Linked DNA regions of Mus musculus: all the other regions are linked to region 1. The links are chromatin contacts, called in public promoter capture Hi-C maps. All regions are on one chromosome and are shown on one strand. Each heading gives the region's core, a stretch centred on a gene start, on an enhancer-like site or on the middle of the called end of the contact. The rest is flanking DNA. Distances are from core to core; before and after follow the strand shown.

What was found. Promoter capture Hi-C pulls out the DNA fragments that hold promoters and counts their contacts. Capture Hi-C pulls out chosen DNA fragments and counts their contacts.
Region 2: a promoter capture Hi-C map of liver shows a contact between it and region 1, with 3 times the contacts expected there. The contact joins the promoter of Dcp1a here to the promoter of Timm23 in region 1. A contact is called at or near these places in 4 of 39 promoter capture datasets (cranial neural crest, liver and pre-B cells) and 2 of 9 other capture datasets (adipose tissue and liver).
Region 3: a contact with region 1 is called in a promoter capture Hi-C map of pre-B cells, with 7 times the contacts expected there. The contact joins the promoter of Tkt here to the promoter of Timm23 in region 1. A contact is called at or near these places in 4 of 39 promoter capture datasets (erythroid cells, liver and pre-B cells) and 1 of 115 datasets of contacts at active chromatin or transcription factors (kidney).
Region 4: a contact with region 1 is called in a promoter capture Hi-C map of liver, with 3 times the contacts expected there. The contact joins the promoter of Stimate here to the promoter of Timm23 in region 1. A contact is called at or near these places in 4 of 39 promoter capture datasets (hematopoietic stem and progenitor cells, hippocampal neurons, liver and 1 more).
Region 5: a contact with region 1 is called in a promoter capture Hi-C map of hippocampal neurons, with 3 times the contacts expected there. The contact joins the promoter of Itih4 here to the promoter of Timm23 in region 1. A contact is called at or near these places in 2 of 39 promoter capture datasets (hippocampal neurons and pre-B cells).
Region 6: a promoter capture Hi-C map of adipose tissue shows a contact between it and region 1, with 5 times the contacts expected there. The contact joins the promoter of Gnl3 here to the promoter of Timm23 in region 1. A contact is called at or near these places in 16 of 39 promoter capture datasets (the 3T3-L1 cell line, the C10 cell line, the HPC-7 cell line and 11 more), 4 of 484 Hi-C or Micro-C datasets (CD4 T cells, CD8 T cells, natural killer cells and 1 more), 9 of 115 datasets of contacts at active chromatin or transcription factors (astrocytes, embryonic stem cells, extraembryonic endoderm stem cells and 3 more) and 3 of 9 other capture datasets (adipose tissue, embryonic stem cells and liver).
Region 7: a promoter capture Hi-C map of pre-B cells shows a contact between it and region 1, with 6 times the contacts expected there. The contact joins the promoter of Nt5dc2 here to the promoter of Timm23 in region 1. A contact is called at or near these places in 6 of 39 promoter capture datasets (the C10 cell line, embryonic stem cells, hematopoietic stem and progenitor cells and 3 more), 2 of 484 Hi-C or Micro-C datasets (B cells and CD4 T cells), 4 of 115 datasets of contacts at active chromatin or transcription factors (astrocytes, embryonic stem cells and pancreatic cancer cells) and 1 of 9 other capture datasets (liver).

Annotation. Positions count from the first base shown.
Region 1 is chr14:32,200,022-32,203,503 of GRCm38.p6, forward strand. Timm23 (translocase of inner mitochondrial membrane 23) reads right to left here and starts at 1,870. Exons shown (of 7, transcript NM_016897.3): 1 at 1,622-1,870. The coding sequence starts at 1,727. It overlaps Parg (poly (ADP-ribose) glycohydrolase), which reads left to right and starts at 1,950. Exons shown (of 18, transcript NM_011960.3): 1 at 1,950-2,444. The coding sequence starts at 2,225.
Region 2 is chr14:30,477,729-30,481,210 of GRCm38.p6, forward strand. It overlaps Dcp1a (decapping mRNA 1A), which reads left to right and starts at 1,837. Exons shown (of 10, transcript NM_133761.3): 1 at 1,837-2,088. The coding sequence starts at 1,894. It also overlaps a transcript of Cacna1d not described here.
Region 3 is chr14:30,547,356-30,550,837 of GRCm38.p6, forward strand. Tkt (transketolase) reads left to right here and starts at 1,776. Exons shown (of 14, transcript NM_009388.6): 1 at 1,776-2,025. The coding sequence starts at 1,919.
Region 4 is chr14:30,823,917-30,827,398 of GRCm38.p6, forward strand. Stimate (STIM activating enhancer) reads left to right here and starts at 1,678. Exons shown (of 8, transcript NM_028839.4): 1 at 1,678-1,974. The coding sequence starts at 1,815.
Region 5 is chr14:30,884,766-30,888,247 of GRCm38.p6, forward strand. It overlaps Itih4 (inter alpha-trypsin inhibitor, heavy chain 4), which reads left to right and starts at 1,711. Exons shown (of 23, transcript NM_018746.4): 1 at 1,711-1,853; 2 at 3,040-3,200. The coding sequence starts at 1,764.
Region 6 is chr14:31,017,366-31,020,847 of GRCm38.p6, forward strand. Gnl3 (guanine nucleotide binding protein-like 3 (nucleolar)) reads right to left here and starts at 1,766. Exons shown (of 15, transcript NM_153547.6): 1 at 1,564-1,766; 2 at 443-501; 3 at 1-48. The coding sequence starts at 1,576. It overlaps Pbrm1 (polybromo 1), which reads left to right and starts at 1,773. Exons shown (of 33, transcript NM_001081251.1): 1 at 1,773-1,928. RefSeq lists an enhancer at 2,476-2,504.
Region 7 is chr14:31,129,326-31,132,807 of GRCm38.p6, forward strand. It overlaps Nt5dc2 (5'-nucleotidase domain containing 2), which reads left to right and starts at 1,764. Exons shown (of 14, transcript NM_001374087.1): 1 at 1,764-2,051. The coding sequence starts at 1,832.

The sequences.
Region 1 (3,482 bases), core at 620-3,119:
TTTTTTTTTTTTTTTTTTGGTTTTTCGAGACAGGGTTTCTCTGTGTAGCCCTGGCTGTCCTTGAACTTAGAAATCCGCCTGCCTCTGCCTCCCAAGTGCTGGGATTAAAGGCGTGCGCCACCACGCCCAGCCTATTGATCAATTTTAAGTCCTGTTATTTCAGACTTCCAATTGTTACACAAGCATCCCATCTCATACCAACCATTTCTTACTTTCTCTTATCCCTTCAACACACTTTCTCTGTAGAAATTATGAAATCAGCCCTAATGGCTTTCATCTACAATTAGATCAAATCTAATCCCCCCTTCCTTGCTTATAAAAGCTTGTATTTGTTGCTGTTTCCTGCCTCTCAACTCTTTTTTTTTTTTGGTTTTTCGAGACAGGGTTTCTCTGTGTAGCCCTGGCTGTTCTGGAGCTCACTTTGTAGGCCAGGCTGGCCTCGAACTCAGAAATCCGCCTGCCTCTGCCTCTCGAGTGCTGGGATTAAAGGCGTGTGCCACCACGCCCGGCTTGCCTCTCAACTCTTACAATCAATCTTGTATCAGTTCATTCCCTTGCAACTCTAAAGACAAACTGACCCAATAGCTTCTCAAGAAACACAGCAGGTTTGTTCTGTCTCTCAAGCACTTGTTGCTAAATTCAGGTCACAGCTCTAACTTCAACTCCCAAGCTGTTTTCTCTAACCTGTTCTCCAACAACCTTCACGGCCCATCACCACCACCACCATCTCAGGGTCCTATTTCAATTGCCATGTCATCTATCACTAACTTCTGTGTCCTCACGTTACTCTCCTCAGTAGTATGTGTACTCTCTCACCTTAAGTAGTGCCCTTCATGTTATGCAACTGAGATATCCTAAGATACACATAAATTGTGTCCTGGACTCAAGTTTTGACAGCAGACATTAGGGTTATCAAACGGCTTTCTGAATGTTTTTAAGTGTAAAGGTTTTACTTAGAGGATTAGCAAGAAGAAACACTTTAGTAAAGTGTTATTAAACATTAACTCCCAAGCTCTACTTATCCAGTCGAATATCCATAATTACAAAACATTAAAAGCCTGAAAGACATACTTAGGTGATTGAGAAGGGCCAACAGGCTGGGAATTCATGCCTCTGCATCTTTGAATTTGCTTATATCGCTTTCAGAATTTGGCTCTTTTTTCTTGTTTAAAAATCTCTTAAAAGTTTCGTTTGCTTCCCCAGCTCCTTCTGATTTCCTGAATTGTCTCTCACACGCACAAAGAACGAAAAATGTTTTCGCCTAACTGGTTTAGAAATATTTAAAAGCCGTGTGAAAAAAAATTAATAGCGCGCTTGTTATTTGGAATGTTTATTTCTAGAACTAGGGTCTCCTAACAGGGCCAAGCATACAGAAAAGCGTGTGACGAGAAAAGACGGGACGGGGCACTAAAGAGGAGGACATTTTGTGTTTCCTCTCGAAACTAGGTCACTAAAAGAGCTTCCCGGGGATTTACGATCCCCCAAATTCGTTCAGCCTTGAAACCCAATCACCGGCGGTGAATCTCGTAAAGGCGAGCAGGAAAAGGGACAGGAACGTTACACATTTCTAGCTGTCCCAGGAAGGAGTCAGAAAGGGGAGCAGGCGAGGCCCGATACTCACGCGGGACGCCGGCCAAATCAGCGTTCGAGTAACCCGCTCCTCCGGCTCCGAAGAAGCCAGCTAACCCGCTGGTGGATTTGTTGCTACTTCCTCCGCCACCTTCCATGAGGTCGCAGCAAACGGCGGTGGGCTCGCCACCACCACCTCAGGCCGGGGACGTATGCTCGGCCGTGGCCGCGACAAGCAACAGCGGGAAGACCCGCGTTGCTCCTGCCACCTTCACCACGCTGACCTTCCGGGCGCCGGCTCCCGTGAAGTATCGCACTTCCGCTTTACGGCTGTGTGCGGCCCGGAAGTGGGAAGCGCGAGACGGCTGCTTTCCGGTGGTGGGAAAGTGAGCCTGGAGCCGGAGCCCGATCTCGAGCCGAGTGGAAGCGGCGCGTCCCGGGGCTGGTGGGCTCCCTGCTGCCGAGCGGAGGCAAGCGGCTGCGCAGCGAGGGTCTCGCTCGAAGGCCCGAGGAGTGGCAGCCTCCAGGCGGGCCGCTGCGGAGAGGGAATGGTGCGCGGCGCGCCGAGAAGGAGGCGCAGTCCGTCCCTGTCCGGGTTAGTGAATGAGGCTCTCCGCCCGGGCCGGCCCGGGGACTGTGTGCTGCGGGTCCCAGCATGAGTGCGGGCCCCGGCTGGGAGCCCTGCACGAAGCGGCCCCGCTGGGGCGCCGCTGGAACTTCTGCGCCGACTGCCTCGGACTCCCGGAGCTTCCCTGGCAGGCAGAGGCGTGTTCTCGACCCCAAGGACGCTCCCGTCCAGTTCAGGGTCCCTCCGTCCTCGCCAGCCTGCGTCTCGGGGCGGGCGGGACCGCACAGAGGCAACGCCACCTCGTTTGGTACGTGGGAAAAAAAAAATCTTTGTCCTTGTTTCAGTGTGAGGACCAGGAGACTCCAGTCACTCCTAACTGATCTTGTTTCCACCACTCTGATGACCCCGATGTTCAATCACTAGATGCCACTCCAATGAGAGGCGCTACAGTTTTACTAGTGGCATGTGTGTTGTGGAAAACTTTGTTGGACAGGTAGTTACCGGACCTCCCCGGGATACTTTCCTCAGCTTGGATAGAGAATTTGCCCTGTTAAGGAAGTCTAGTTGTGTATGTGAAGCAGAAGGGCGCTTCAGTCTCCAAAAATCGTAAAGAAAGTTGTTGCAGTAGACTCAGTGAGAGCTGACTTCCAGAGTGCAGAGCTGTTAGCCTTAGCTTGCTGGATTGTATTTGTCCCTGGCACACGATGTTGAACACGAGGAACTTGGTCTCTTCTTTCGTACCTTGAAATCTGTGAGGAGAGAGAAACAATAGCACAAGTCAAATACCTGTAACAGAGAGTAATGGATGTTGTTGTTCATGAAGGAGCCATTGTTTTGGTAGGAATTAAGTATACTTAAGTTAGTTATGGTAGTCCAGAAGGTTTGGTACTTACTGTGAGTACTGGAGAAGAAAGTAAAGAGGTACTTCAGATATGCAGTGGGTGCGCAGAATCAACGGTGGAATGGTGAGAGATGGGCTGCAGAGAATTAGGACAGTGATCCTACTCTGCTGAGTAAGTGTGGACAGTACTAAGGATCTTGAATTTTACATTTTCAGGGCAGTGAGAGGCTATTAAAGAGTGTTCAGTTGTGTGAAGGGGCGGGGTAAGGCAAGGACTTGGTTAGTCTTGTTTTCTTGAACTGTCTGTATATGTTTGGTGTATGGAAAATGGAAAAGAAAACCTGGTTGAAATCTCAGGACTAAAGGAGTTGGTCTAGATGGGGGATGCTTTACACTTAGACCCTGCTGCAGGCAGCAGTGAACAGAAGTGGATGCGTACTGGAGGGAATGCCGTGTCCTGTCCTTTTGTAGCTCAGAAGAAATACACCTATGCTTGAGAAATGG
Region 2 (3,482 bases), core at 587-3,086, 1.7 Mb before region 1:
GCTAGGTTCCCACCTCACCACCGAGTCACGATGCAAATCTCAGCCCTTGCTTTACTTTCCCGAGGAACACCTACTCATCCAAAGCACCAGTTCAGACCTCAGCAACTCCTTGAAGCCTGCCTACCCGAAGCCAACCTCAGAAGTCGGCTCGAGACACCCCAAGGCCATCATGTTCTTAGCACAGAGATGAATGTGCCCCAGAGGGACAGAGAGCATGGATAATGAACAAAGACAGGAGAGAGGGGAAGAGGACGAAGGGGAAGGAAACAAAGAGGAGGGGAGGAAGGGAATGAGAGATATTTGGGGAGGAGGGAATAAAGGACTGCCTCTGGATGTCGAGGCAGAAGTGGCCCACAGGCAAACGGCAGTTAATAAAGGTAAAAGGGGAAACCCCACAGTAGGATGTGTTTAATTTTAATTGGGCACATTAATTAGGTGAACTAAAGGGGGCTTTTGATTGCTGGACTTCAATACTTTTATAGCTGGACTTTGGTAGTCGGCCTCAGGAGAAAGAAGTGGCTAAATTAGGGACTAGACCTTGGTGGCTAGTGTTAGGAATAAAATCTAACAGTTTTTAGCAAGGCAGAGGGAAAAGGGGAGAAGAGCAAGGTCTGCCAGAACCTTGCCTGCCATGCTGGAACTGGTAGTGAGGTTCCTTCACTACCTTTCCTGGCTCAGATGGCAATAAGGACGCCACCCTCTGGAATTCAAAGAGAGACATCTATCATGGGGCTGTTTGCTTGCGTTTAGTTTCTCCTAGAGCCAAAAGAGTTGGAAGCTCGGAGCTGGCAACCACTCAATAAGATCAGTGAGTGTGTACAGAAGTGAAGGGTGAATAACCGATAGGCGGCTGTTCCAGCTTTTGTAGTTGCTTCACACGCGGTTCTGTCAAGAATGTAAAGTTTGCCCTTCCATTAGTATGTAAAACCACAAGCAACACAAATATGTGGGGGTACTTTGAGAAAATGTAAAGTTTATCCTTTCAAAAATGTTCATTTGTGCTGAGATGTCTTCAATAAAGAGAAACGATGGTTTTTAAAGCAACTCAATGAAAACAGCCTGAGCACTTTGCTTTACCTCTTAGTACTTCCTGATCCCTTAAAATGCCCAATAAATGTTTTCTTTTTAAAAGAGATCTACTTACTATTTTAAATAATAGACGTCTCTATAGAACAATAGAAATATTTATCTGGGACCCAGATGAGGAAAAAGACGAGCAAAAGAGGGTAGGCCAAGTCTATTGTAGTTCCAGGCAGGCTAGTTTGGCTGCTTTGAAACATTTCTTTCAAAAGTTACCAAACTGTTAAGAGTGAAGGTGCACTCTGAGGTCAGAAGTGACGGACAGCTCCCCTTCCTCATTTGGACTGAGTTTTCTTTTTTCTTTTTTTAAAGATTTATTTATTTTATGTATATGAGTACACTGTAGCTGTACAGATGGTTGTGAGCCACCATGTGGTTGCTGGGATTTGAACTCAGGACCTTTCGGAAGAGCAGTCAGTGCTCTTAAACGCTGAGCCATCTCTCCAGCCAGGTCTGAGTTTTCTAAATGGTACGTGGAGACCTCATGTCCTCAGCAGCAAGCATTTCGATTCTGCGCCGGAACCCGAGTTAGGGACTGCGCTGGGGTGCAGCCTCCCCGGCAGGAGTCAGGTTCATTCAGGGAACCGGTTCACACCCCGCCAGGTGAGAGAGGTCTCCGGACTATCAGCTCACGGCTCCACCGCGCAGGCGCGGGGGCCTGTCTCTTCCGGCAGACGCGGCCCGAAGAAAATCGGAACCAGGGCTCCTGGCGCACAGGAGCAGCGGATGAGATTAGCTGAAGTACCACGCTCGGCAAGGCTGGGCCGGTAGGCGGAAGTGGAGGGCTGACTGAGCTGGGGGAACTTTGCCTGGATGGCACTTTCCTGTTCCACAGTCCGCCCCCGCCGGAGGGGCTCGGCTCTGAGATCCAAGATGGAGTTGTTGAGTCGAGCTGAGCAAGAGATGAGTCTGGCGGCCTTGAAACAACACGACCCCTATATCACCAGCATCGCAGACCTCACGGGCCAGGTCGCCCTGTACACTTTCTGCCCCAAAGCCAACCAGTGGGTGAGTGAGGCCCGGCCGGGGACAAGGCCAGCCTGGCCGCTGCCGCCTCTTAAAGGGACCGCGCAGACAGCTGAGGATTGGGGGTGGGGGAGAGAAGCAGGAGCCCAGGACCGCAAAGGCGAGGCCGGGACCTCTCCCAAAACCGGGTCCGGAGCCAAAGAGGTGACCGGGGCACGCGGAATTGAAAGAATGTAGCGGAAGGAGTAGACCAGAGACAGAGCAGGGAAATCGGATGGAGGAGAGAAACGAGGCAGGATCAGTCTTTTTGGGTCGGTTCTCGGGGCTTGAGGTTGCATTGGTAAAATATGAGACAAGTTAATTTTAACAAGTGAGTGAAAGCCTGTGTTTGAAGACTTTGAGGACTCTTAGATACATGTACTTGATGGAAGAGTCCGCTCCTCTTTCCCTGCCGACCTAAATGTGATGGTTTGGATTTGAAGCTTTAAAAATCAGCTTCAGGAGTTAGACCAGCTTTAGTCGAACTACTCTGTATCTCTGGAATTTGAGGAAAATTTTCAAGGCTACTTCAGTAAGAACTGGATTCCTTGGAGACGTTTGCAAGAAAAAGAGACCAGTGCTAGGACCTTTGATGGCTCCCTTCTTTTGGGATTGTGTGAGTGGCATAGAGTTGCAGAAGTTACTTTGTCTACTCGCAGATTCTAGTTAACCTCAACTCGAAGCACCTGTGTACACGGCCCCTTTTCTTGTGCTCCGTTTTTCCTCATTCACTCATTGGGCTATACAGAGGTTCGGTTTTAGAACATTAAAGCTCAACACCTGCGCTGAAAACCCGAGTTAACGCTGTTGCAGCAAAAGAAAGAATACTAATGTTCGATTTTCTTGTTTATTTCTTGTAGTACAGGAACTCAAACCCAAGACCCCCTGATAGCAGGCAGGCACTGTTCCTCTACCACTGGGCTATATACCCACCCCGAGTTACAATTTCTTAGTCACATTTTCAGTTGTTTATTTTAAAACCCTACCAAATTTGCCTAAGGCAGAGAATGGTTTCTATCCATGATTCTTAACAAAGTTCTGAAAATAATAAATTGTGTTTGGTAACCGCAAAATGTGTAACTTGTGAAAATATTCCTAAATCCTCCAGAAATGAAACAAAGGATCTTATAAGAAAATTTCCCAAGGGTAGGGATTTAGCTCAATGGTGCACAGCTGTGCATCATGAGCCCCAGGCTCTGAGTTCAACCCTGGTATCAGGGTTGAAGAAAGTTCTATTCTTTTTCTATAAACTTCCATAGACTGCTTAAGTTTGTTTTGTTTTTTTATTTTGGTTTGGTTTTTCTTTTTTTAAGTTGCAGTACACAATACCTTGACTGTAAATATTAAGATACCTAATTGAAAGGTTTTTGTGTTTACAAAGATAAAACTGGGGCTGG
Region 3 (3,482 bases), core at 526-3,025, 1.7 Mb before region 1:
ATATATATATATATATATATATATATATATATATATATATATATATGTATATATATATATATATATATATATATATATTACTAACTATAACCCACTCAGTCTGTAGAAAGTTACTGGTGTGTATGTTTTCAAGGTTGACCATTTGGTATTGGGTAACCACTTGGTATGCTCTTTCTGGGAGAAGACTACTTCTCCCACTCTCAGGATTCCTTAGTTGCCTGTAGATCTTTGTGTAGAGTTGAAAGAGAGCAAGGATGGATGTATGGAAGGGATTGGAGGGAGGAAAAGGAGGAGAGAAATGTTGTAACTATTTTATAATTTTAAAAAGGACATTCAGATATATAGAAATGAACATTCAGAAATAAAAACATATACCTCTCTAGCTTATGTTTCCATTCCCAAATAGATTATAATTTTCCACTGTGAAGAAGAGGTGGAGGAGGAGGGGGGAGGAGAAGGGAGAAGAAGAGAACAAGGAAGAGGAAGGAGGAGGAGGAGAAGAAGAAGAAGGGGAGGAGGAGGGGGGAGGAGGAGGGAGAAGAAGAGAACAAGGAAGAGGAAGGAGGAGGAGGAGGAGAAGAAGAAGAAGGGAAGGAGGGGGAGGAGGAGGAGGAGGAAGAGGAAGTTAACATCAGTGTCATTGGACAGGTGGAGAAATGAAGAACTGGACTAATAATCACTGCCCTCAGGTCCATGGGGTTGGAAGGCCCAAAGGCTTCTGAGGTTTGTTTGCCTCCTTGACCTGTTGGTGAGCAGAGGACAGAGGTGGCACTTGCCTTGCCAAGGATCTGATAGTGGAACACTCCGAGACCACAACACTCCAGTCCCAGGTCCAGCCCTTGGCAGTCAGGCACTAGGAGGGCCAGCCTCTTTGGGCAGAGCCAGCAGAAGCCAGGGGCTGTAACAAACCACACTGGCAGTCTCACTGGGACACCTGGGAAACAGGCCAGGCAGGGAGCGCTTGGGGGAGGGGTGCTCACTTGCACAGGGCCCATTGTCTCATGACTCTGAGTTTGAGCTCTGTGGAGGACACAGAGAGGACCTGGACCAAAGCTGTACTGGTGCCTTCCTCTGCCTCTGCCCAGCACCCACTCACAGGCTTGCCTTTATATCCTCTCTGTAAATTGCAACAACCTCCGCCTCTGGAAACGGTATTGACCCGAGTGTGTGTCATGGATCCAATGAGACAGATCCAACGAGACTGTGAAGGCAACGCTTTCTGTTACAGCTGCTCAGTCCTCTCAGCTCCACCAGATCTGGTAAGAGCAGTAGGTGCTAACTGTCTCTACAGAGGCAAACCCAGTAATCTCTCTGAATCCACTCTTGTCCGTTGGCTCTAGTAGTCTGAGACCAGCATACTCCTAGTAACTTCTCAGTATTACCGTTTCTGGCAGTGTATATTTATTCTCATGTCTGGGATCTTTTTGGACTGAGGATAATCTGCTGCAGCGCTACCCACCAACCCTGTAATCTCAATCTAACCTTGCCAAGCCTCAACCTTTTCCTTAGAAAAGTGCAATTACTGATTAGTATCTCTCTTCTCAGTCCTACCCAAGTCAGCCGCGGAACTCTGAGCCATGCTTAGAACCAGGAATAGTGGCGAAGTTACTTTGTTGCTACTGTTTGTGTGTGATTAATTCCAACAGGGCACTGTGCTGGGAGAGAGCCCCCAGGCCTGGCGACTTCCGAGAGTCCACTAAATGCGGGGCGTGGCCAGAGGCCACTCGTCGGCCTGGGGTGATTCGGCGCCCCGCCCCACCTCCGCCCCGCCCCCCATGGGCGGGTCCTAAGGAGTCTTAACGCGCCCGCCCGCAGCACCCGTCCTCGGTCACTGCTGGTCGCTTCCTGAGCCGCTGCTGGCTCTGTGTCTCTGTCCTCAGCGTTCTCGTCCTCGTCCTCGTCCTCGTCCTACCACGCCATGGAAGGTTACCATAAGCCAGATCAGCAGAAGCTCCAGGCCCTGAAGGACACAGCCAATCGCCTGCGCATCAGCTCCATCCAGGCCACCACCGCGGCAGGCTCAGGGTGAGCGCGCGCTTCTGGCGGGGCTGGGAGCCGGGTCCCGCGGCCTCCCTGGCTCCGTGTCGCGTAGCACGATGTCGCCACGAGGGCGCGGTCAGATGGCGGAGCCTTCCGCTGCTCCGGAGCGGCCGGGTTCGACCGCGTGGGCCTCAGGTCTCGCGAGCACCTCCAGCCGGCCCGGGCTTCCCGGTTCTCGCTGCGCCCGGGCGCGCCTCCTCGCTCTGCGGCTGCAACCCGGAGGCCACCATGACTGCTGGCGGGAGAAACCTGAGCACGTGTGGGCTCCAGCTCTCCACCAGCATGTTGGTTCCACTGGTTTGCAGATGGGGAAACTGAGATTCCGGCTTTATATCAGTTGTCCAAAGTCACAGTGAGAGCTGGAATTTCAGCCCTTGCAATGTAGGCAGAGAATGTGTGTAGAGCCCACCATTTTGCAGTAGACTGGGGGCCCACCCTTCTCTGCATCTCTAACCACGCTCCCCTCCTCGACACTTCTTGCCTCTCCTGCTATGTGTGGGCTGGGGTCCCGGTGCTGCTGAAGACTCCAGGGTGGGGGCAGGGAGGTGACGATGCAACACCAAGAGAGGCTTAGACCCGAGCAAGGAGGTTGGAGTGCGAGTCTGGGGAGAAGGGAGCTTGTAGAAAGAAGGGGCGAGGCCCACGCGAAATAGGAAGTTCTGGGCTAACGGTGTTTGCACACTGGGTGGTTTCAAGAAATTCTAAGGTCTCCATTGGGCCTGGTATGAGACCTTGAGACAGAGAGATCTGGGCTTCTTGGAATGGTTTGGGGTTCTGGGGAGGGAGATTTTAGGAACCCAGACAAACTGTGAGCTTAGAACAAAGACCAGGATTCTGGATTTTGGCCAGTTCCATACAGAACATATTATTAAAGGAGTGCATTTCTCTTGCCTTTTACCGTGGGTTCCTCCTTACTTAGCCCTTGTGCTTTTAAGACGGGATGTCCTCAGAAGGTTTGAACTGGGAACCCTTTGCCACCCAACTTCCCATGCATACTTTGGACCTGTTATCTGTCTTGGCTTTAGATTGCTGCCTATGATAGAGGGTGCTCCCTGCCCAATTAAGAGACCTGACTTCCTTTTCTCTGGATTTCCTCAGTGTCTGGCAGAGACACTGTCCTCTCTACCTAGCACAGAGTAGGTCTTCACATCCACATCGTTTATTACTTGTTCTTTACTGGCCCCTACATCTCCCTCCAGGTCTGAAGTCTAATCAGAGGGTCAAAGTAGTTGACTGGCTGGTACCTATGCAGCTGAACATTCTACAATGCTGGATACGCATGTAGACCTTTCCAGGATCAGGGAGAAACTAAGTGGGTATTCCTGGGCCACACAGCGTCCTGGGGTAGCATTCTGATAATCAGTTTATACATGAAGACACTGAAGTGTAGTACGTTGATTTCCCCAGACTGGTAATCAGTGGCTATTTAGTACTGCCTGCTG
Region 4 (3,482 bases), core at 428-2,927, 1.4 Mb before region 1:
AAACTTTAAATAAATTTACATTTCAATAAATTAAATATACATAAGTTAAAATTCAGGTAAATTTACATTTGCTGTGTGCCAAATCTGTGCCAAGAGTGAATCAACACTAGCTCTGCCTTTAGAAAGCTCATACCAGGGGAGAGACCTAGCTGTCTGAACCAACATACATACAGCTGAAAGTGCTGGTGGAGCAGAGCACACAGAAGGTGAAGGTGCAGTGGAGATGGGCAGACAGGTGGCTTGCCGCCTAGGCAGCAGCTCATGGCACAGGGCTAGAGAGTAGTATCCATACCGGTGTGCGAGGAGACGGTAAGAGAAAGGCTGCAGAATTGCATTTCCTATGGATTGCAGAGTCTATATCCCTGTTAAATAAAACAAACAAACTTTGGAAAGCATTTAGTCCTCTTTGATAATTAGAACTTCTTGAGGAAATGTCTTTAAAGTTAGTATTTATTGTTCCAAAAAGATACCTTGATGTAGGTTAGACCTGTACCATGCACATGCCCATTGACATGCAGCAGACAAGTCAGAGCTCTAGGGCACCAGCAAGAGGTGTCTAGAGAGACAGCAGAGATGTCTAGGGGTCTGGGTAGTAAGACAAACTTAAATTGGAGTCTGTGCACACCGGTGGTTTGGAGGTAAAAAAAAAAAAAAAAAGAAAGAAAAGAAACCAGACTGGGTGTGGTGGCATATGCCTTTAGAGAAAGTCGGGCAGATTCTGGGCTACATAATGAGTTCCAGATGCTGTCTCAAAACAAAATCCGTTCTATTTGTAGTTGTATCTCAGAAGTGAACAGAGCAAGGACTTGTGCATGTTGACTTTGCACTTAAACTCACCCTTTTTATAAAGCGAAAAGTGGCTGGATTGAAGTAACCATTTAAAGTGGGGGTGGGGGACAAGTGTAGTGGCACTTAACTGCAGTCCTAGCTACCTCGGAGGCTGAGGTGGAAAGATCATTTTTTTTGTCCAAAGGTTCAGATTAGCCTGGACAATTCAACAAGACCAATCTCAAGCAAAGTAGCAAAACCAGACAGACTGGTGTCACAGACCTACCTATAATTCACTTAGAGTGCGTGAGTGTGAAGATCAGGAGTTCAAGGCCATCATTGTTTCTAGGTCCTTGTTTTAAGTTTGAGGACAGGCAGGGTTAAGAAAGTGCCTGTTTCAAAACAAAACCCCCACAAATTATGTTTGGGAACAGGGATTCACCCTGGAGCTTTGAATAGTGAGTTGAATCCTCTGGCTTTTGACCATGAAAGTAGAACACTCAATCCCTGGCGTGGGAAGAAGACCTCAGACGGCTGAGACTATTGTACTCAATACCGTGCCTTAGCATAATGTTGCCTCAGGTTCTGGACTCCACTTCCGAAGTAGTGAACCGAATCTGAGGGCAGAATGTAGGAGTATTCTTAGGAAATTGTCCAGGGCATTTATAGATTTGCCTTGGAGGGGAAAGGGATTTAGCAACAGACTCCATCACTGTCCCTGACACTGCTCTCATGACCTAGAACACAGGGCTCTGGGGATTCCTTTTACACAGTCTGGCTCACCTGCTCTACCTACCTGCAGAGATTCTCCTCCAGCCCCGCCCCTAGCCCTGGCTAGAGCCCCGCCCCGGAGGGAATCGAAGCCCGCCTCACGCCTGGCTCAACCAATCAAGCTCTACGATCTCGGACGTCGGGTTACGCGCGGCGCGGAGGCGGCCGCGGGCTGAGATACCGGCACCCAGCTCCAGGTCCGGGGTCGCGGCTGGGCAGCGCGACCCGGGCTGCAGCGAGGCCGGCGGCCCCTCGCGCCCTCCCGTCAGGCCGCCATGCAAGGCCCGGGAGGGAACGTGAGCCGCGGATTGCCGAGCGGGCCGGCCTCCACGGTCGCGTCCGGGGCGGGCCGCTGTGAGAGCGGCGCGCTCATGCACAGTTTCGGCATCTTCCTGCAGGGGCTGCTCGGCGTCGTGGCCTTCAGCACATTGATGCGTGAGTCCGGGACCCCAGCCCCTCCCCGTCCCCACGTCGACCGCCGCAGTCCCAGCCCCACCCCGGGGACCCTCCTGCCCTTAGAGTTCCGGCCTGGGCACCGGGCCCTTGGGCTGCGGTGCCTCCCTCTCCCGCGAGACGGTGCTGGTTATTCGAGACTAGAAGGGAGTCCGGGACCCTGGGCTGAGAGCTTTTGGCCAGGAGTGACCCTGCCCCTCACCACCTCCACCTTAGACCTGTCTCTTGTCTGATGTCAGCCTAAATCTGGTCCCCTCCCACTTTGCCGTCGCAAATTAAGGTTACCTCACTTTTCGGTATGGACCGAGATTACCCCCCCCCCCCCATAGCTTCTTCTCAGGGGCTCCTCGTAGCCTTCCTCCCCTTGGCTCTTAGACCCCCACACCCTTAAGTGTCTGCTAGCCTAATGCTGGGCTCCTCTCTGAACCTTCACTCCCAGTGTTTGCCCTCTCTGTTGGGTGTGGGGAGACTCACCCACACCCACCTGTAGTGTTAGGGCAGTGCAGTCGGTGCTCCCACATTGCTGCGCGACCCCCAGCCCTACTCCCTCTATTGTTCAGGGAAGATCCTCTCTGACTGCCGCGGTACCCACATCCCAGCCTCCCTTTTCACCTGTTCAGCTCTGTCCTGAGCTTTCCCAATTAAGTTGTATCTGAAGTTTCCGCTTGCTGTTCTTCCAAACCACGTTTGTTATTTACATTTTTAAATTTCCTCTTTTTTCGTGAAACTCTGACAACCCTCCTGGTTGACTTGATGGAGGAGGCTAGAGGCTCCGGGAAAGTCTCAGAGGCACTTCTTGGGGAGTTTTATAGTAAAGAAGGAAGTCACAGATGGCCCTTGTTGCCCAATGGGGGTTGGAGGAAGGGTCATATTTGCCCTTGGGTTGGGAGGTTGTGCTGTTTCTCTGATGGGCACATACACACACACAGACACTAAAGGATGGAGTTCTCTTGGCACGTAGACCTGAGAGTGTCCCTGTGATGTGTTAGAGAGGAGTTATAACTAAGCTATTATATAGAGGCATTAATTCCAAAACTGACATGTTTTCACAACTGTGCTCTGTGGGCAGAATGGGGAGTTCCAGCAGGATGTAGTCTTCACTGGGGGTGGGGGTGTCCTGCTGCAGCTCTGAATGCAGATGCAGTAGGGTTATCCTTGCTTATTTATAACAAGAGGTTTCTTTGGGCAAACTCGCCCAGGCTTCAAGCGACCCTGGATAGCCCCTGATTCTGACCACTATTTCTTTATGGCTGCTTGGTTTTGAACAAGAAGTGCCCAACTTGCCACTGCTTCTTTGCCATTTTCTCTGCTGAAACTAATGTGTAGTTGTTCTCAAAATGATAGTTTGTGACAACTTAACCAGAATCGGTTGCTGACAGGTGCAGATTCTTTTGTGCCTGTGTTTTCAGGATACTATGAATGGGCTTCTGCTCCTTCCCACTCTTCTCTCCTCCAGCCACTGTCTTTTTTCAAGAAACTATAGGCTTCAT
Region 5 (3,482 bases), core at 461-2,960, 1.3 Mb before region 1:
ATCAAAGGTGTGTGCCACCACTGCCCGGCAAGTAAAATCCTTTAAAAAATAAAAATGGGACCTCATGAAATGGAAAAGTTCTGTAAGGCAAAGGACACTGTCAAAAGGACAAAATGACAGGCTACAAAATGGGCATAGATCTTCACCAACCCCACATCCAACAGAAGGCTGACATCCAAAATATATACAAAAACTCAAAAAGTGAGATGTCAACAAACAAAATAACCCAATTAAAAAGTGGGGTACAGATCTATACATAAATCTAGACAGAGGAATCTCTAATGGCCAAGAAGCACTTAAAGAAATGTTTAGCCAGGCAGTGGTGACCCATGCCTTTAATCCCAGCACTTGGGAGGCAGAGGCAGGCAGATTTCTGAGTTCAAGGCCAGCCTGGTCTACAGAGTGAGTTCCAGGACAGCCAGGGCTACACAGAGAAACCCTGTCTTGAAAAAAGAGAAAGAAAGAAAGAAAGAAAGAAAGAAAGAAAGAAAGAAAGAAAGAAAGAAAGAAAGAAAGAAAGGAAGGAAGGAAGGAAGGAAGGAAGGAAGGAAGGAAGGGAAGGAAGGAGAGAGAGAGAGAGAGAGAGAGAGAGAGAGAGAGAGAGAGAGAGAGAGAGAGAGAAATTTTCAACATCCTTAGTCATCAGGGAAATGCAAATCAAAACAACTCTGAAATTCCAGCTCCTTCAGAATGGCTAAGATCAAGAAGAAGATAAGCCTGCAGCTTGGTGTGCTAAGACCGGTTGATATCCACGGGAGGCCTCCTGTTTTCTGAGGAGAAAGGGGAGGAGGGGTGGATGGGTGTGGGTTGGGGATGAGCTGAGAGGGAGGGACTGGAAGGAAAGGAGGGAGGGGAAGCTGCAACCGAGATGGAAAGTAAATAAAAATCAACAAAAAATAAAATAAAATAAATCAGTGCTTCTACTTTCTCAAGGACATATTGAGAAAAGGTATTAGCAGCACCTAAGGGCCGCTCTCAAGGGCCTGCTATGACAAAGTCAGCCCACACTCTACCTGTACACAGCTTTCAGGAATTCTATCCCTGTGCCTCACCTTCCTGCATAGACTGTCCAACATCACACCTCTAGGCTCAGGGTATGCATCTTTACAACTCTAACGTATTGTCAAATTGCAGACCTGTTCGAGAGTCTGCTTGGCTTGAACCTACAGCCTGGTTATACTAATAGGACCCATGGAGCAGCCTGGTACCAGAGAGTGAACAGGGGTTTCTGGACCCAGCATCTTTTGCTCCAAAAAGTGCCCAATCTTGCTAATGTCCTCAGATGCGTCTGTGGTCCTCTCGGTGTCTCAGGGATCCCACGGGCATGCCTACCTACCAGGTTAATATGGCCCTGTCTCTTCCAGGAAGCCACCTAGGGTATTTTTTCCAGCCCTGGTCTTTCTACGGAAGCTTATGTTTCCTCCTGGGCTCATTGAGAGCTTACTAGCCTCACTGCTGGGTGCCTCTGGCCCTACACATCATGATGGATGTCTACATCAGGTTGTGACTCTGGAATTCTGAACCTAGCTAGCAGAAGGCCTGCTAATGCCCAGCTGCCTCTCCCCAGGGTATGTCCTTCTATCAGCAAAGTTTACTGGACATAGGTCACTTGTGTCCTTATCTGAGGCCTCTGGGATTTTTTGGCTTGGAAACCTGCATTTCCGAGAACTTGCACCAGCAGGGGCTGGCCAACCAGCAAGTTGCCAGTTTATAACCCACCTGCTCCAGGGCTCAGAAGCAGTCTGGCGGGCAACTGAAGGCAGATGAAGAGCCCTGCCCCTGCCCACATGTGGAACCTTGTGCTGTTCTTGCCTTCACTGTTGGCTGTGCTTCCGACCACTACTGCCGAGAAGGTAGCAGTACCCATAGGTGCCTCTGTGTCTACCTGTGTGAGTGTGGTGCAAGCTGGGTAATGAGCAGACACATCTGGAAAGTTAGGGGTGCCTCTTCAGTATGCATGTAATTAAGTAGGCAGGTGTGCAGGTCAGTGTGTGTGCAGGGCATGTTGCTAATCGCTGGGTAACCAGGCAGTACCCAGAGATCCTTAAGGCTCCTTCATTTAATAGATGGGATAGTCCTATTCTTGCCACTTTATAGATGAAAGAGGAGAGCCAGTTGCCCCTTGAGGCTGACAGCAGAGCCAAGAAAGTCGGGATGTGGCTGTATAAGCCCAGCGCTTCTGCTCTAGATGAGTGACCTCTGGGAATGACTTACATGGTCTACCTATCAGTTTCCTCATCTGAAAGACTGTGATAATAAAACATAGTCTGAGTGCTGTGCTGGTTGATAATCAAGCTTATGATACCTGGGAAGTGTTTAGTGCCACACATGCATGGTACAGAGCTGATGCTTGCTAAACTCTGTCCTAAACTGGGGCAGGTAACCATGAGTATCTGAACAGTTTGTGTGTGTGCAGCATGGCACATGGAGCAGGTAGAGGAACGGGGCTGTGTGTGTGCACATGCCTTTTCTTAAGGACATGCCAGCCTTGGGGTAAACCGTGTATGTGTCGAGCAGTACCCAGTGGAGGGGTCAGGGCAGAGAGTCCATTGCAGGGAACATTGACGAAGAAGAGCATCGCTCCTTAGAAACCTGATTGTCAACAGATTCCCAGGACTATCTGATAGGAGAGTGGCAGGAGTGTTCTCCCACTTTCACTGAGGCCAGAGTTTCCAAAAATCAAAGACCCCTCATACTAGGCAGATCTCAACCTGCACACAGGGCCCCGACTCTGAGCCCCTCGCCTCTGCCGAGATGAGAAGTGTGCTTTGTCCAGGCTTGCGTTGTTAGCCTGGGCGCTTTGTTTCCCATGAGGTCTCTGTAGGTCTGCTCTATGGGGCTGTCTTGTGGGGAACGAGGTCCACAGCTGCCTTCAGCTTCACTGAGATGTGTGATGACTTCTGTCTGAGGCCTAAACAGTATCCGGGCCAGATGAAGGGTGGAGGTTGGTCTGGGACCAGCTTCGAAGCCTACTCTTGAAAAATTGGGTTGGGGGGTGGCAGGTAAACAACTCAGCCCTCCTCCCTGTCCCTTGTCCAGAATGGCATCGATATCTACAGCCTCACGGTGGACTCCCGGGTCTCTTCCCGATTTGCCCATACTGTTGTCACCAGCCGGGTGGTCAACAGAGCCGATGCTGTTCAAGAAGCGACCTTCCAAGTAGAGCTACCCAGGAAAGCCTTCATCACCAACTTTTCCATGTAGGTGTCTCCGTACCTCTTCTACAACCCAGTCCTGCAAGTCCATCTCCCCTGGGCCTGAGACATGGAGTTCCACAAGTTGGGCACTCAGGACCTCTGTTCCATGAGTCAGCCTCAAAGGGAACAAGATGTTATCAAGCCCAGAGATGCCTCGGTCCCGCCTGTCATCCTGCCTCCTCACTAAGTACTGCTAGGTGACAGACCAAGAACCACACTGTCTTGGAGTCTTTGCCTTCCAGAAGTCCAAGCCTAGGCCAATGCTAGCTTTGACACAGGAAGTCA
Region 6 (3,482 bases), core at 516-3,015, 1.2 Mb before region 1:
ACCCCGTTTTTTAGCTTCCTTCCTTAATTTTCGATGATGTTCTCGGACCTATTAAAAACAGCTCTATGAGGTCGGAAGGCACTTGCCTTGGTTCAATCCTCAGTATTAATACAAAAGAAACAACTCGCCCTACAAAAATACATAAGCACTGAGAACTTAGGGAACAAGCCAGCCTATCCGCAATTTATAATGGATGTGAAGCACCCTAGAAAAGCAGAACTTCAACTGGAACTATACAGGGAATTAACATGTACACAAAAAACAGAAAAGTGTTGCAGCTCTCTGTAAAGATGCCAGTGTGCTAGCTTGAGGCTTTCGTTTACCCTGTACTTTCCCACAGCTGCAGTCTGTCCAATCCTATACCATGACAAGAGCCTTCCCCACAGAGATGAAGAAAGCCATGTTAGCACCCCACTTGCTATGGGCCTCACAGAACACTTACCTTTTTTTGAATTTTATATCGCTTATGGCAGGTCATACGTTTACTCGCTTTCTTTAACTCTGCCAAAACAAAGAAAGAGAAAGACTGCACACATGAGCAGTGAGTGTTTTAAATTTCTCACATCACCTATATGGATGTTTTGCCCTCTCTTGTCAGCAGACCAACCACGTGCATGTAGTGTTCTTGCAAAGGAAGCCACAAGAGGGCTTCATCACTTGTCCTTCTACAGACAGCATGGAGCTGCCACGTGGGCTGGGACAACCCTGGGTCTTCACTCCATACCCAAAATGTTTCATTTACTTATTTTGTGTGTAGGTCTGAAAGCAATTTCCAGGAGTCAGTTCTACCTATCATATGAGTTTGAACTCTTGACAGTAAGGCTTAGTGGCAAGTGTTTATAGCCATATTCCTGGCCCTCAAGAGATTGTTTTATCAGGCCATGGGGGCCTACAACAATAAGGCTATCCCGGGCAACATAGATCTTGCCTCAACCGTCCCTGCAAAGTTATGCAGGGTATTTAATGGAAATCACACCACAACGCCAGTCAATTCGACTCGGTGGACCCACAATGGAAGCAGCTTCTAGAGGAAAGCACTACAAATATCAAGGTTTCTTTCTTTATTTTTATTTTTTCGAGACAGGGTTTCTCTGTGTAGCCCTGGCTGTCCTGGTAGACCAGGCTGGCCTCGATCTCAGAAATTCGCCTGCCTCTGCCTCCCAAGTGCTGGGATTAAAGGCGTGCGCCAACACGGCCAGGCTCTTTTTTTAATTTTTAAGCCATGGTTTCAGTATACAGCCCAGGCTGGCTGCAAACTTTCTATCTTACTGCGTCATCCTTCGTGTACATGATTAGGGCGCGTGCCACCAAGGCCGAAAGACCATGGTTCTGAATAGTTCTAGGAAAACGGCAGGCTCGAAAAGAGGCTCAAACACGTTAATCACAGAAATCTGGCTCGGTTTTCCTCTCAAGGGCTTAGCTCTCCTGCTATACAACAGGCCAAATTTGGGTCTGGGCCTTCTAAGCATCAGATCTACGCGGAACTCATCAATGGCCTATGGAGAGTCCTCTCCCTCCAGCCACAAAGCACCACCCGCGCGTTTCGCTCCCGACCCCACTCACTAGGCCTCTTCATCCTGGCCGCGGACGCTTCAGGAGCAGAGGAGGTCTCGGGATCACCACGACTTCTCGGGCGCCACGTGCGAACTGGAACTGCGGTTCAACGTCACGCGCTCCAGGACCTGCCGGAAAGTGTGTCGGGGCCGGGCCGAGTGCGCGCGCACACACATACACTGTCGCGCCGAGCCGGGCTCGCCTGGCGGCCACAGGTTGGATTTACGGCAGCACTGGGAGGGGTGAGGGCGGTGAGGGCGGCGGGTGCCGGAGAGACGGCCGCGGCCAGAGGAGCGCTAGCAGCCGTGGCGGCCACGGGGCGGGGCTCGGCGGTCGGGGACCGCAGCCGGGGCTGCAGGCGGCGGAGCGGCGGGGTAAGGCCGGGCCCGGGGCGGGCGGGGCCGCCCCTCCTCGGCCGGCTGCCGGGCCTTTGTGTCGGCCCGGGCGGGCGGGCGGGCGGGCGGGAGTCGCGGCGGAGGCCCCGCCCCGTGGTGCGGACGCGCTGGTCGGGCAGGGCGCGGGGCGGGGCGCGGCACGGCACGGCGGCGGGGCCTCGGGACAGGGCCCAGCAGCCCGGCCGCACCTGCCGCCGGGACAAAGGCAGAGCAGGGCCCGGAAACTCCCTTCGCTGCTCTTTCCCGCCCGTCGCGGGCCGCCTTCAAAGCTGTCAACGTTTCCTTTAGCCCCAGAACCAGTGACAGGTCGGGCGAACTCTTCTTTTCCTCCGCCTCTCAAGGCCTCTTTTTTTTTTTTTTTTTTTTTTTTTTTTTTTTTTTTTTTTTGGTTTCTTGTGCGTTCGGCAAAAAACTCCCTATTGAGTTTTTGTTTTTGTTTTTTTCTTTCCCAATGATCGCCCAAACGGAATATTTTTTTGTTTTTGTCAGAGAGACTTACTTATTTACAGGCTAGGTACTTAAGCTTCTCATTTGTACCGTCACGACGAGTTGAGTTTTTGTAAACTGTATTTTCTGGTTTTAAAAGTATTTTCCGTTTCAAAATTTTGTTTTCTGAAGAAGTGAGTCTTATTTTAAGAAAATTTGATATCAAAGGGGGGACAAAAATATAAAATTCCTGGAAAACAAATGACAAATACACAATAGACCGGATGTAGGAATTCGAGGACTAACTATAGAAGCGTATGGTGGAATATGCTATCTTAATCCAAACTTTTCAAAACTTACTGTAGGAGCCAGGCACAGTAGAAAACACCTGTTCTAGCTCTTGAGTTGGGAGTATCGCAAGTTCCAGTGTACTTGGGTTACATAGTGAGACCTGCCATTAAAACAAAAAAGTGGTTATACGTTTCTTTCTTAACCCATTTGGTAGTAGGCTTTTCCCCCCAAAGTAATTCAGAAGCATATTGGATTCCAGATGTTGAGGAACATAGCTTTTGCTTTAGTAGTTTTTAAGATCCAAAATGAAAGATTGGAAAGTATCCTCGTTTATCTTTGAAGTGGCCTTACTTTGCTGCTAGATTTACCTCAGACTTCTGGATCACCCGCCTCAGTCTCCTGAATGCTGGGTTTACAGGCGTGTGCCACTGCTGGAGGGTGGGGGAAGTGAGGATAGTAACTGCTGAAGACATGTTTGGGATTAAAACAGTAACACCTGTATGTGCAGATGCACCTTAGAGTGTGAAACGTAGCTCAAGTACTAGTGCATTCCCCAAATCCCCATGCTATAGACCCGTCTAGTAGACTGTTAGGAAGACATCAGACATCATGAAAGAGAGTGCTGACTTGGTTACCTCTTCATTTTTATATCACTCCATTTATGGGAAAGATAGTTGGGTTGAACTGTAGTTGAGTTGGTAGAGAATCTGGTATATTTGTGAAGCACTGGGTTCAGGTCCGTATACTACATAAACTGGACATGGTGGTACATGCTATCCCAGCATTTAGCATGTGGAGGCAGGAGGCTCAGAAATT
Region 7 (3,482 bases), core at 514-3,013, 1.1 Mb before region 1:
ATTCTAATACAAACATAACTCGATATGCATTTTCGAAAGCTGAATTTTATCGTCGCAGCAAAAAGTACAACTGTCTATAACAAACATGCTAAAATAATATAAACCTATGATAAGTGGGAAATTACCGTTATTCTGGTAACTTGTAGTGTTTTTAAGCATCACAACCAATAGTTACAGAAGAGGATCAAGGTAAAGAGTGACTTCGCTGTCAAACCACAACCCTATCGGCACCCTTGTAAGATGAGCCTTTCTATGATGCTGTGAGAATTGACAATCTAAAAGAATTAAATGGCCTGGCAGTGGTGGCATATGTCTTTAATCCCAGCACTTGGAAGGCAGAGGCAGGCGTATCTCTTGAGTTCGAGGCCAGCCTGGTCTACAGAGTGAGTTCCAGGACAGCCAGGGCTACACAGAGAAACCCTGTATCAAAAAAAAAAAAAAAAAAAACAGAATTAAATGACAGATTGCAGCGAGGAGGCCTGGTGGGCCCATGCCAAGGTATGCCCCTGAGAAATTATGCTGTGCAACAAATCTGGTATGAAAGGAGTTTATTGGGGAAGGAATAGAGGCAGTGAGGGAACCATGAAGGCAGAGAAAGAGGGGGGGGGGTCATAAACAGCTGACTAAGCGCAGCCTGCCTGGAGGTACCTACTGGAGAAGCCACACACAGTGAACGCCTGGCACTTGGTGCCATTTCTCTTGGATCTGAGGACTGAAACTTGTAAAGTGTCATCCACTTGGAAGGAATCCACATGTGGCCAGGTCTTCACAGCCCACCTAGGTCAATGGACCTACAAGGGTCCACCCATAAGCCCACCCTTCGGCATCCATGACTACCCAGACCAGAATCTGATACACCCGATCCTCAGCATAGGTACAGGCAAACTACAAACGTACACATTACACACAACCTTAAACCCAACAGCCACGTGTGTTCAGTTGGGCAACTCACCACCAACAATGGACATTGGGCCCAGCCTTTCCTAGTGTACACCTGCAAGCTAAGAAAACAGAAGTGGATGGAATGAAAAGAATTTCATTGAGACAGCGCTTGAAAAAAACCATGGCAATTCAACTGGGGGCCTGCACCGTCTGGCCCATCCTTTTACAGCCGCCAAAACCTGGTGGCTGCAGTGATCCTGGCCCACAGCCAGAAGCGTATGCCCAGTAGATAGGCTCCTCATTTAAGTCGATCACCTGGGTTGGGTACCAGGCAATACAAAGAAAATGCTGCCTCAGCAGGCGTCAGCTGCCCATCAGGCCAAGTGGTCTTAGCCAGCTTGGGACTGGTACTGAAAGCAAGTAGAGCTCTTGTTGTCTTAGCGACCTCAGCTCCAGTGGAACGTGCAGTCAGTCAGAAACTGGGGCAGGGGCACGAGGCCCCGGGGCAGGAGAACTGGTCTGGAAAGAATAGGACAGAAGAGCAGGGGAGGGGCAAAAAGACCCTTGGGCAAAGGAAGAGCAGTACACTCGAGCGCTCTTGCTCCTCGGCCGTCCAGGATCTCGCGGAGACCCGGGGCTCTGCGACTTCCCGCTCAAGGGAGGAAAGGTACCGCCATCGCCACCGAGACGACCAAAGGGGGGCGCAGAGCCCCTGAGCCGAGCAGGGGACAAGGAGGCGGGGGTCGGAGCCCGCTCCGCCCCGTCCCGGAGACCTCCCGCCCCCTGGGCCGAGTGGTGCGTCCATTGGCCGGATGGGCTCCGCGCGCCTCCCCCATTGGCCGGCCGCCTTGAGAAGCACGCGGCCACGGTGGCGGGCGGGCAGTCGGAGAGCGGCGGGCAGGCGGGCCAGCGGACGGGCGGAGGGCGGCCGGGGCAGCGCGCAGGGGGCATGGCGGGTGCCGGACTGCGGGCGACAGCTAGGCGCTTGCTGCTGTGCAGAGGCCACAGCGGACCGCGGGCCGCCTCGTCCTCACCCTCCTGCCCTGGCTGCGGCCCGCCGGGTCCCGGAGCCCACTGCCCCAGCACCCCGCGCTCGGCGCCCGCAGACGGCGCGGACCTCAGCGCGCACTTATGGGCTCGTTACCAGGACATGCGGAGGCTGGTGCACGGTGGGTGACGCCGGGTGGGCAGTGAGCCGTAGGTCGTCAGACGAACGGTGCCCAACAGACGGCCAGGGCACCGACCGGGGTGAAGGACGCTTGGTGGGGCTCGCCGGGGTCCCAAAACCTGAGGGCTAAATGGCGTTTTAGAAAAGGCTCCATCGGGTTGTTAGGAGGTGTCTCTGCAGGACACCGCTACTCCTGGGGCGAGTGGGGCTTTTTGTCTTCTGGCGGCAGAAGCTTGGAATGCCTGGAGCGGCCGCTGCGCACGCGGCCCCCATGGTCTTGCTCCTGAGTCCAATCTGCGGGCAGTAGCGGTAGAACCCCTCCCAGTCCCTCGTTCTCCTCTGGCCCTTAGTTGCAGTGTGTGGACAAAGACTGACTGAGCCGTGTTCACAGATGGCACGACGTAAGGTGACACCAGACGGACACTGCAGGCACCTCTTGGCTTGTCTCTGGCGGTCTACTGCACTCTAAACACTCGGAGGAACAGAAAAGTTACTGTAGCCCCCCCCCCCCCCCTGCAATCCCTCGGGAGTTGCTATATCTCAGATAGAACTGCACAAGGCACTTAACCCTCTCCTAATCATTCCCTTGGAATGGGCTGATGAGGCTGGAGATCTGAGCGCCGAACATCTGTCCATTGGTCTGGTGGGGCCCTGCCTCTTCAGCCGATAGATGTGGTCTGGGCTGTGACCCCTATCACTGCCCAGCAGGGTGGCCCTCGGCTTCACACCCTCTGAAGACCCTCAGTGTTCTGTCCCAGAATTTCGTTGATGACTCAGAAAGAACAAGGCCAAGCAGGAGCCTGGGGACCTTCTGCAGGAAGCCCCAGAGGTGAGGTGGCTTGCATTGTCTGATAAGACAGAGGAGCCCTGACAGGGAGGTTCCAGCTGTGACTGGACTAGGGTTTCCACTCCAGCTGTGAGGAGAGCTGGACGCTGGCCAGAGTTCACCTCTTGACGTGCTGCAGTCAGATTACTTGAGACCTCTCAAGAATGGTTGCTCTTAAGGATTGGGAATATTGCAGGGTGACCAGGATTATTTAAGAAGTCAACGTTCTGCCCCTAGTGTAGACCCTCTGAGTGGCCTGAGAAACCTACTTAGGATGTTTGGGGGAGGGGGACACTACTGAGAATATCCTTCAGGACTCTTCCTCATCTTCAGGCCCTTACATGCTCTGTGAGTTCTTGTGTGCAGGGTCACTTCCACTGCCATGCCAGGGTGAGCTAGCTTCATGCCTCTGACCCCTGACGCCTGCCCGCCCGCCCCCCAGGCTAGGTTTTAGGGCCAGGGCTAGTAACCCTTCAGAGAGCAGTGGAGAAGGGCTGTCACCTAAACTGCTTGGCCTCATGGGATGAGAAAGCTAGGCAAAGAAGAGTGATGAAAGCGGGCGGAGTGGCCTGAGTGTGCATCTCATTGGGTGCCGGGTACTGGGTG